Regions from separate parts of the Mus musculus genome. Here region 2 is linked to region 1. The links are chromatin contacts, called in public Hi-C maps. All regions are on one chromosome and are shown on one strand. Each heading gives the region's core, a stretch centred on a gene start, on an enhancer-like site or on the middle of the called end of the contact. The rest is flanking DNA. Distances are from core to core; before and after follow the strand shown.

Region 1 (2,700 bases), core at 131-2,630:
TCTAACAAAAATCTCTACACTCATTCTCACTAGAGTAATTCTCACGAGGCATGAAAACATGATGCAGCATTTAAATGTGTAAGACCAAACACACAAAGGAAACCTATATAGTTTTGAAATGTTATCTTCACATCATATACTATTTTGATATATTTATAATATAGTATATTATTATATAATATATAATTATATTATAATGTGTTTATAATATATTATATTAGTCAAGAAGTGGGAGTGGGTGGGTAGGGGAGCAGGGAGGGGGGAGGGCATAGGGGATTTTCAGGATAGCATTTGAAATGTAAATGAAGAAAATATCTAATAAAAATTGGAAAAATAATATGCATACTATATTCAAATTGTATATACATTATAGTATACATTAATATAACAAGTTAAGATACAAAAAGCTAACTCATTTTTAAAAAGACAGATTTTATCTTTTGTTATGTGGATGGGTGTCTGTGTGCACATGAGTGCATGTGTCAGCGGAAGCTAGAAGAAGGTATCAGACTCCCTGGAGCTGGAGTTAAAGGCAATTATAAGTCACTAAGTGTAGATGTTGGGAACCGAATCTGGGCCTCTGCAAGAGCAGTGGCTGTTCTTAAGCCCTGAGCCATTTCCCCAACCCCTTACTGTTTTTTAAACTTTTTTTTTAAAGTAAGGGCTGCCTTACTTTTTAATTGTATTCATCAACCTATCTTCCTTTCTTCTCCAAAGAATCCTCCCTCCCTTCAGTAGTTCTCCCTTCCTTCTTTCTAAGATAGTCTCTCTGTCTCTGTGAATGTGGGTATCTCTGTCTGTCTCTCTATCTCTGTCTACATATCTCTTTCTGTCTCGGTCTCTGTCTTTCTCTCTGTGTATTTGTTCTTCTATCTGTCTGTCTCTTTTGTCTCTGTCTCTCTGTCTGTTTGTCTTTGTCTCTCTCTGTCTCTTTATCTTTGCCTCTGTTTTTCTCTGTCTCTGTCTCTGTCTCTGTCTCTCTCTCTCTCTCTCTGTGTGTGTGTGTGTGTGTGTGTGTGAGAGAGAGAGAGAGGGAGAGAGAGAGAGAGAGAGAGAGAGAGAGAGAGAGAGAGAGAGAGAGAGATGGGGGCTAGAACCCAAGGCCTCACACATACCATGTAAGCACTTTATTACTGAGCTACACTCCCAGTCCCATATACCTTATTACAAGTGCTATCTCAGTAGCTTTCTAACAGTCCATGCCTTGTGAACGCCACATGACAGGGATGGTATTTCAAGACATGTATAATCATAATATAATACCAAAAATAATCTATGATCTCTCTTCCTGACATGCTCTGAGTGACTGCTAACACTGCTGATCTGGAAGGTTCAGTGAACCTGAAACAGCAGGAAATGACAGATGTCAGTTGGTACAGGTGACACAGGTGGAAAAAGAAATACTGCCTGCCCACATTCACAGGCTCCGCCTGTCACTCCATTGAGAATCTGTAGAGCTTGATCAGGAACTGTCATGCAGGAAGAACCAACCATGATGTACAAATAGAGAGAAGCATGCAGGTGCATGGCAGACTTGAAAGGAAGAGAGAGAGAGAGAGAGCAGTGCGACCCACACTCAGAGTGCAAACAAGAACAAAACTGGCGGCAGCTGCGGAAGCCATGCGACTGAATGCTCTGACCTTGCCTTTCAGTTTTTTGACCTGGAAAACCAGAGAGCAACAATATCAGATCCGGGTTCTGAAACTTCAGGTTCATACTAAGAAGATACTTCATATGGTTCTTTAGTTCTTCTTCTTTTCTATGAAACACATTATATGAGAGCACAGAGCAGTAAAGAGAGTTTTCACTTTAAGCCTCTCAAATGTGCCCCCTGTCTACCAGCAGTAGGGATATCACAAGGATAAAAACAAGAGAACATTCTGAAAGGGTCCATTTTTACATAAAATCCATTTAGTTAGAACTCACTTCTAGCCCTTAAGCTAATGTAAATCTACCAACAGTCAATTTTCATGGAATTTTTAGATTTGACTTCTCCCAGTCTTACCCACCAGGGTATATGGGTCCCCTCAGCCTCATGTCCATTCCATAGCTGAGAGCTGTTATTTTTCCATTCACTGTTTCACTGGCATTGCGTTCTTTTCATCTCCCTCACAGTCGGGAACCTGGACCTCAGATACTTGTTCAGTAACACACGATCATCAAAGAATAGACAGAGGCACTGCTTCTCTTTCCACTAGGCAAAAGATCTCCCGATCTCCTTAGTCCAGTCACTGACCAGGAAATAAGATGGAGATATTGCTGTATCTTGTTACAAAGAAGCCATCTTTGTCCATTGATCTTGAAGCCCCAGAGAAATATTAAATGAACAAAGATGGTAACATTGGAAGAAGTCATTGAAAACTCTTTAATGAACCAGCTACATCAAATAAGATGTTTCTTATCAGATACTTTCTCTAGTGTAATTTGTCCACAATCCCAGAGAAATTCATTTGTTCATAGATGTTGTTCTCTTGGAAATAGTCTGTGCATTCTCCCAACTCAGATGAATTTGTGTACGTGTATCTGTGCATGTGTTTGTGTGTGAAAAGCATGTGATAGGCGTGCATCGTGTTTGTATGTACATGTGTGTTTATGTGTGTACATATTCGTATACATGTGTAATGTGTGTACATGTGTGCATGTGTATATAAATGTATGTATGTATATGTATGCATATATATGTGTGTTTGTACATGTGTA
Region 2 (2,700 bases), core at 25-2,524, 84 kb after region 1:
CAGTTTCCCTGTACTGTAGCCCAATTTCTGTCGTCATAAAAGAAGCACTCAAGGCAGCATAATTTATAAGTAAAAAAAAGTAATTTTTACAGTTGTAGAGACTGAAAGGAGGTCCAAGGATGAGAGCTAAATCTCATGTGGACTTTCTCATTATGTTATAACATGGCAAAAAAAAAAAAAAGTCACCAAGAGAGACAAAATAATCTACTAACTCAAGTCTCTTCTCTTTAAGTTCTAAAGACACTAACACCATCACAGGGCCCCATCCTCGTGACTTTTCATGATCCTAGTTATCTGTTAAGGCCTCTCTTCCAAATATGTTTATATACGTCCTTGTGGATTCAGTTCCCCCAAACTTGAACTCTGGGTAGGCAAACATGAAAGATTTACAGCAGTCCATCTGCACAATGGTATTTGTAACTAGTTTGGGGGCTGATTAAAAGGAGAACATTGCTGAGCAAATTAACTGACAAGTTTTTTCAAGGAGTATAAAGAGGAAACTCTGCAGTGCCTGTGTTCCCAAACTGAGGCTTGAGTGTCAGTGTCACAGAGAAGTGTGATGTCAGGTGCACCATTTCCTCTGCAGCTCCTGAGTGCCATTGTCACATTCGCACTTGCAAAGAAGGGACCATTTTTCTTCATCAGGACACTTCCCACTAAAGGACAATGCATGACCTTGATGTGGCAGATTCAGCATTCTCCATATTCTTGCAAAGATCACTAGAAATTATGATAGTGCCAAGGATCCAGAAGTCCTGATCTTTGAAATATATCCTATTGTTTGTAACTGAAAAAGAAATTTAAGTGTCAAAGTTGTCATTGATTTTCTTCCTGTTTTTTCTTGGATCCAGGAGATAAAGGAGCTATTGACACAATGCCTTTGCTTAGAAGCCAACATCATCACCATATATGGTGAGATTTGAGCCAGGTAGACAGATTATTATGGGCTAATATTCTTTTCTAAAAAAAAAAATCATAAAATCAAATTAGACTAGTCTATTATATCAGTTTCTTATAATCCCCCAAACATGCTTTTTGTAGTATCATTGTCAATATTAAGCTTTGATACAGTACATGGTCAATGGTATTCTTGTGTGATAATTTCAGTGGACCATATCTTTGTTGGCAGTGTAGCCTTTGAATTATCTGCTACCAGGTTTACTGGTAATGCTTGATGCTGTTGCTTGGTGGCTGCAAAGCAACCCTGCACAGAGAGCTATTTCATCACGAGCAATATGAGAAGTCACCAGCGGAAGACATCCCCACCCCAAGCATCCTGTGATGAAGGATAACATTCATCTCAAAACAACGCAGTCACAGGACACAGCACCAAGGCAGGAAGTGGAGCTACTCTTGCAGATGGTTGGTTCAGCCTCACACCATCTGTGGAGGAGCACTAGTTATTAGTCAAGCTAGAAATGCCTTAGACAGCTGGAAGAATGAGCAGTGGGCTGGTTGATGAAAGTTCACCAGTCTTGAAATGGAGGGTCCCAGTGCCTACACACAGCACAATTACCTAGATAAATATGAACAAGACATGTTTCTTGTTGAGTCAGCTCTTCTGCAGGGGAAAGGCTAGAACTAGAGTCTCCCTTCAAGGAAGGAACTGTGTTATGTATATAGCTGAAAACATTAGCAGTTTTCACAGCTATTTCGTATAGAGAGTGTCAAATACTCACTCAGGTTAGCACTCTCAGTCCCAGTCTCTGCCATGCTACCTCCACTACACTCTCCTGGGTCAACTAAGAACATGTCTATGAGTGTAACTGCATGTGGGCTGTGGGATTATAAGAAACTGATACAATAGAAAAGGCTGCATGTGTGTTTGTTTTACTGTCCTACTCCCAAGTCTTGAAGTTCATGGTAATATTTGAATATCAGATTTCAAATTTACAGTATTTCATTGGGCCACACATGTTATGTAACTGATTCTGCCTTTATTGTATGGTTCTTGACAATCAAGCCTCATAATGGGAGGCATTTCAAAGATCAGACATTGTTCCAGGGTGCACTGTTTCATTCCACAAGATGGTGTGGACACAGTGAAGGGACAGGATGTAGGATAATTCATGTTGAACATGCATAGGTCAAAGACCATGGATGGTAGTCCATGGAAAAAGGAAAGGCACTCTCATGGTCCAGGGAGAACTAGGAACCAGCCTGTGGCCTGTGTTTACTTTGACATGCTTAAGAAAAATTTGTTATTATTGATTCAAGAAGACAGTTTCCTGTATACTCAGAGTAGGGTGTTCTTGGGTTTCTCTGGGACCCCAGGATAGTAATCACAGTATTCAAAAAGAGGTTGAGAAGGAATATGAAAACATCATCCAACTGATCACAGTATATAGAATCTCAAAGCCCTACTAGAGTTCTCCCAGGGTGGATACGTGGGGGAGCCTAGGGCTTCCTCGTGTCTCACACATGCTCTCTGTCTGAACTGTTAAGGAGAGGGCAGCTCAGCACCCCTACTGCTGAGAACAGTCAGAAGCAGCTGTCCATCCCTCTCAGAAATCTCTAGCAAGCTTCCTGACTCTCAGTCCTGGAGAGGTGACCCTGCCACAGAAGCAACACAGGCAAGGTACCAAAGAGGAAGTGGGTGCCGTTATGTACCTGTTTCTCTCTCTCTCTCTCTCTCTCTCTCTCTCTCTCTCTCTCTCTCTCTCTCTCTCTCTCTCCCTCTCCCTCTCCCTCTCCCTCTCC

Evidence for each region. A called contact is a pair of places that touch in the nucleus more often than the background predicts.
Region 2: a Hi-C map of double positive thymocytes shows a contact between it and region 1, with 1.6 times the contacts expected there. The contact joins two enhancer-like sites. A contact is called at or near these places in 1 of 39 promoter capture datasets (the C10 cell line), 1 of 15 datasets of contacts at CTCF or cohesin (the NIH/3T3 cell line) and 7 of 484 Hi-C or Micro-C datasets (3T3-L1-derived adipocytes, CD4 T cells, the MC3T3-E1 cell line and 3 more).

The regions. Positions count from the first base shown.
Region 1 is chr12:16,048,326-16,051,025 of GRCm38.p6, forward strand. No RefSeq gene overlaps it. Among named protein-coding and RNA genes, the nearest start is that of Gm36235, 34 kb to the left of the region's middle. Within about 2 kb of position 1,381, at least 35 of the 459 cell types and tissues checked have an H3K27ac peak or open chromatin away from gene starts, as enhancers often do. A contact at or near this core is called in double positive thymocytes, where this site is marked.
Region 2 is chr12:16,132,142-16,134,841 of GRCm38.p6, forward strand. No RefSeq gene overlaps it. Among named protein-coding and RNA genes, the nearest start is that of Gm48606, 99 kb to the right of the region's middle. Within about 2 kb of position 1,275, at least 44 of the 459 cell types and tissues checked have an H3K27ac peak or open chromatin away from gene starts, as enhancers often do. A contact at or near this core is called in double positive thymocytes, where this site is marked.